Regions from separate parts of the Canis lupus genome. Here region 1 is linked to region 2. Evidence: chromatin contacts called from public Hi-C data. All regions are on one chromosome and are shown on one strand. Each heading gives the region's core, a stretch centred on a gene start, on an enhancer-like site or on the middle of the called end of the contact. The rest is flanking DNA. Distances are from core to core; before and after follow the strand shown. Region 1 has its middle 75 kb from the start of DCBLD2. Region 2 overlaps LOC119867311 (a long non-coding RNA gene).

What was found. A called contact is a pair of places that touch in the nucleus more often than the background predicts.
Region 1: a Hi-C map of skin fibroblasts shows a contact between it and region 2, with 4 times the contacts expected there. The contact joins two enhancer-like sites. A contact is called at or near these places in 3 of 9 Hi-C or Micro-C datasets (amygdala, liver and skin fibroblasts).

What each region holds. Positions count from the first base shown.
Region 1 is chr33:6,138,968-6,141,667 of UU_Cfam_GSD_1.0, forward strand. No RefSeq gene overlaps it. Among named protein-coding and RNA genes, the nearest start is that of DCBLD2, 75 kb to the left of the region's middle. Within about 2 kb of position 1,349, at least 4 of the 20 cell types and tissues checked have an H3K27ac peak or open chromatin away from gene starts, as enhancers often do.
Region 2 is chr33:5,823,022-5,825,721 of UU_Cfam_GSD_1.0, forward strand. It overlaps LOC119867311 (a long non-coding RNA gene), which reads right to left. Exons shown (of 3, transcript XR_005383176.1): 3 at 450-2,223. Among named protein-coding and RNA genes, the nearest start is that of CPOX, 11 kb to the left of the region's middle. Within about 2 kb of position 1,385, at least 3 of the 20 cell types and tissues checked have an H3K27ac peak or open chromatin away from gene starts, as enhancers often do.

The DNA.
Region 1 (2,700 bases), core at 99-2,598, 320 kb after region 2:
TCGTGCTTCACAATGCCCAGACATGCGGAAGCTCCAAGTCTCTCTTCGTTGTTGTCACAGCCTTCTTTCCAATATCCTTGGTTGGTTTTGGTTTCACTCTTCAAAAATCCTTCTCTCAATTTTGCCTGCTACTTCCTTCTATTCTATAAAATCCATCCTAAGAATGGCCACATTTATCTAGCATTGACTCTTCTGAGTACTTGACATCCATTTATTCATTTGGCCCCATGACATCTCTCTGGGAGAGCTGTCATGATTATCATCCTCATCTTGAGTGAGGAAATTGAGGCAGAGAGAGGTCAACCACCTCATCAGGGTGGCTTCGTTAATAAGCGGCAGATCCCTGATTCATCCTAACCCCGTGCTCCCAAAGCCCAGCTCTTAAACTCTCCCCTCACTAGCCTTTCCTTCTGTGGCTTATTTTGATTTGTGCCTTTAGGGCAGGATCATTTTAACCCGTCATCGTTAGAAAGCCTTTGATTTTTTTAAAAACAAACCAGAAATAATGCTGAGGGTATTTTGAAGCCTTTTCAACTCTTCCTAGTTGAGACATTTTCTAGCTTCATCACCACGTACAAAACCTTCTCTGCATCCCAAGACTTCCCTTAGGCTCAATATAGGGATTTTAACAACTGCACCACAGTGTTATTAGGACACTCGATATTATGAGAGAACAATCGAGCTCATCCATCTGGATTGCTGTGATGGGGCTTCTTATGTGGCACTCTCGACTCCAGAATCTTAATTTTAATGGTCAGTTAGGGTCCATTCAGTCTAAGAACCTGTACTACCCGGAGGCCTACTTGATTTTAGAACTTGAGAAATAAGAACTTTTTTTCTGAGAATCATTACACTCACCTTCTGTATTTAATTACATACAGATTCATATTCGTATGTGCCACTTGTCAGTTTAGTGCCTCTCAGCTTCAAATTTACTGTCTAACATCTGCTCTGCAATAAACATCTGCTCTGCAATAAAGGACGGGCTGCCTGCGAACACGTCTCCTGTACAGTGAGGAGATGTTCAGCTTTGTCAGTAGAGGGCATGAGAAGGACCTCGCAGGAAGAGCATCTCCTTTGTCCAGAGACTGTAAGATCGGTCAGGTGTATGGGTGTGAAAACAGACAGCTGTGCCCTCCCCTAGCCAGGACCCCAGCATGTATGACCCCTCCGCATCCCCACAGCTCCAGCCCAGCTTGGTGATCACTTTCCTGCACCCTCCCTGACCTCCACCCTGCGCATTGCTGGCCGCCTGCTCTCCAAGTCACCCCCACTCCCTCAGCACCCTAGAGACCCCCTCCCTGGCCACGAGCTGAGGCTCCTTGTGCTCTGCCTGTGTCTGGAGGGCTACTGTGCGAGTCCAGGTGCCCACCCACCAACGGTGGCAAGCCCAGGCCCCAGGAGGCAGCCACCTTGTCTGCCCAGTGACTGCAGACTGGATCTGTGGATCTGGACCAGGCCCATCAAGAAGTTTCTCTGGTATCCTGTGGGCTGTAACCTCATCTTCTCCAGTGAGGTCTGAAGTCAGCCTGGGGGAGGCAGTCCCCCTTCTAACTGTGGTCCTCCTCACGTTTATTCCCTCCATCCCTCAGCTCTGAACATGGCTGGATAATGTGGCACTTTGTTATCTCTCTCTAACCGGAGGGTGCTCCTAGTGTCCTGCTGAAGAGACTCCACTTTCTTTCCCCACTGTTTACAGTGACCCCCCTTTGCAGTGACTCTGAGAGGGGCTTTGAAGGTGGTTTGACTGGGAGCTTTCTCAGTCCCAGCATCTCACATTCGATCAGCAGCTCCCTGACACCACTTCCCATGTAATTCTGCTGCAGGATACAGCTTTCTCTTATGAAATCAGTTTCTTAACCTTTTGCAGGTTAGAGATGCTGGAAGGGGAAGTCATAAGGTTTCCATGCTGGTACTAAGGGGTCAACAGCTAGACACTGTAAAATCTAAGGTTCCCGAAGGACAAATTATGAATGCCTGTCTATGAGAGGTTGCTCTGAACTGAAAATGGCTTATAGTTTCCCATAGGGAGGAACCACTGAGGAACCGTGGGGTTTCCAGAATAAGCTCTGGGTCCGGGCATTTGAGTTGTTAGTCTATAAGGAAAGTTGCTCTTTCCTTGGCTCCTGGAGCTGGTCTCTAACTCAGCCTCACACATCTCCTGATGCCTGACAGCTCCCAGATGACTGTCCTCAGCTTCCCACAGTCGTGTTCCTGCTCCCACAAAAACAATTATGCTGTGGGCAGAGGCTAGCAAGCCCCCCACTGTTCGACATCTTATAAAGGAGAGAAACAAGGAAGAGACCTTCATCTCTTGCTGACACCATAGAAGAATTATGGTGAAAAAAAGGTTATAGAGAAATGATTTTTTTCCCTAGGACAGTATTTCCCTCTGCTGGTGAAAGCCTGCAAGTCCCCCCACCACCCCTCTCCAACGCAGCTTTAAAAGGAAGTAATCAACCAGGATTGTTGTTTCTGTTTTCTAGGGAAACATTTGGTGTTTTCTTGCACATAATATGTTGTTTTTAGAGCCTGACAAACCCTCCAAGGAAATCATGTGTTACCTCTTTCTTTATTTTCTCACATATTCAATTCTGAAATTTTCCTTCCCCAAACAATGCCCTAGTGTCTGGGGAGAGACTGCATGCATTTACCAAATGAGCATTTCTCTCCCGGCGTGTGGTTTATTTTCCACAGAGG
Region 2 (2,700 bases), core at 135-2,634:
GCCTCTTGCAGAGAGTGAATTTGGTGTTTTCCTTTTAGTACCTTCTGTGCACTAAGGATATGAGCCTCCGTTCCTCACCAACAGACTTGTTGGATTGAGCCTTTCAATATTTAAATTGAGTTCCCAGGAGCTGTTAAGGTCTGATGAGACAGACGGTTATCCAGCAATATTTATATAATACTTTTGTGACCAAATTATCAATTTAAGGTAGGGACATTGACATGGAAACAACTTATCCTAATACAGTCCTTAAAATGTGTACATCATGAAATTTGGCTATTTTGTACACAATGATAAAATGTGTAATGCTCCTGTGTATACACTAGAGGACACTCATCTACTATGTTCTGTTTGAACAAAATTGACTACCGTTTTTCAAACCAGTGCGTAGAAGAATCACCTTGGAATCTTGTTTAAAATATGTACCTTTGGGCTGTGGAGGGGCCATGAATCTGCATTTTTAGTGAGAGACTACCTGGGAGCATGGTAAAGAGGGTGGCTTGTGGAACGTGGCTGCTGGACTTGAAACCTGCCTTTGCTGCTTGTGAACGCAAATGATTATTTACCCTATAGGCTCAGTTTCTCATCCAGCAGATGAAGTTGGAAATAGCACTTACCTCAAAAGAGGAAAAGAAAAGAGAAAGAAAAAGAGAGAGAGACAGAGAGAGAAAAAAGAAGAAAGAAAAAAAAAAAAAGAAAGAAAAAGAAAGAAGAAAGAGTGAGCACTTTCCTTTTAAGGTTGTTTTAATGAATGATTAAATGAGTTAACTTAGAACATACAACCTAATGCCTGGCCATAAATATTCATTCTGTTATTAAAGCATTATTTTTAATAAAGACATTCATTGATTTTGTTGTGGGAAGATTTGAGAAACACATGACTATGCTTTAAAGAAAAAAAAATAGCCCTTCTCCTGATACTCTGCAGCTGGGGTGAGACTTCAGGTCCTGACCCTCAGCTGGGTGATATGGGAAGGCAGGAACCAAAGGTGCAGGATGAATGGAGCAAAATAAAGCTGGTCTTCCCTGTTCTGCTAAAGAACTTGTACTTTATTCAGAGGTCGGTGGCAATCCTTTGAAGGAGGCAGAAGGTGGCACGATTGGATTTACATTTGGGATCCTTGGCTCCGCAGCAGAGTGGGGGGTGGAATGTGAAGGGGAGGCTGGAGGCCGCTGGGTGGGAGGGCTCAGGCGGTCCAGCGCTGCTCACCTTGACCCTAAGGAAGAGTCTCCAGAAAGTATTGGGATTGTTCGCGTTACTGACTCTAAAAATAACAATTTTGAACCTTATACATAAATCCTTTCTGTTTGTAACAGAGCCAAGTTTGTAATAAACCACTCTCCCTCCACGCCACCCTAGGAGTTGCATGCACTGTCGAGGATATACGGCACCCAGTAGGCAGGCACCCCAAGTTTCAAGGCAGCAGACCCTGCAAACAGGACTCAGGGGAGCTGTGCAGGCACCGAGGAAAAACTGGCCTGCTCTCCCCTCAGCACCAGAAGCCGAGAAGGGGGTACCTCTGCATCCACGAGCTGAGCCTGTGGATGATGGGGTGGATTGCCAGGAACATGGCAACGTTGCAGGGTCTGACCTAAGAGAAATAAAATTCTGGTCTATCAGGTCCCCTGCCAGGGTCGGTGGAGCTGCCAGGGGAGCAGGGGGTGCAGATGGGAGAACTGGGGCTCAGGCTCCCTCTTGACTCTGCCTGGAATTCACCACCACTGTTCTGCTACTGTCAAATTAGGAGGGTCAACACTGGGGGGCTAGGGGGGTGGAGGACTAGCTACCCGACTCTTTAATACCTGAGGAGTGACTGGGTGATTTCATGAGAAAGGAATTGATCCCTGGGGGCTCCTCTGCAAGGTCCCTTCCTGCCTGTGCACTCAGCCAAGCTTTCTATCTGGTCTCGAAGAAACGTTATCTGATTCTAAGTCTGAAAACACGCAAAATGTTAGGTAGATAAAACAGCTCTTGCCTCTGTTAGGCTCGTTCAGATTGCAGACTCATGGGGTATTATCTTAGACTGTTTAGAGATAGAACCAAATCCAATGGCTTTCAAATTTGTGTCAGTATCAGATCCCTTGAAATGGAATGTCCAACTGCTAGGTGGACAGAAAGCAGAGCTGCTTCTATCGAAGGAGGTTTCTGGTTGGCAGCGCCTCTCCTGGTTGTCATACTTCCCACGCTCTATCATGTGACTTGATTCTTTGAACCTCTAGGACCTAGAAAAGCAAAGCTATGTATGATTAAACCAATTCTTCCATTTGGTGGAGGGCAAAAATGAGTCCCAGAGAGGTAGGTATTATTTGAGTAGGGTGCAGAGGCAATGAGGGTGGGAATGCACAGAAAGAAAACTGAAGGTACTGTACACATTCATGGTAGAAAATAAAGTTTGAGGGCCCCCTGGGGGGCTCAGTGGTGGAGCGTCCGCCTTGGGCTCAGGTTGTGATCCCAGGGTCCTGGAATTGAGTCCCGCATCGAGCTCTCTCTGCCTGTGTCTCTGCCTCTCTCTGTGTGTCTCTCATGAATAAGTAAATAAATTCTTTAAAAAAAGAAAAAGAAAATAGAGTTTGGTAAGGATTTTCTTAATGGTTTATTTGGCATTGGATCAGTGGGTCAAGAAGAAAGACAAATTGAAATGTGTGAGGAGTGAGAAGGTTTAACTCAGATCCGGAGAAGAATTTCAAACTTTGGAACTT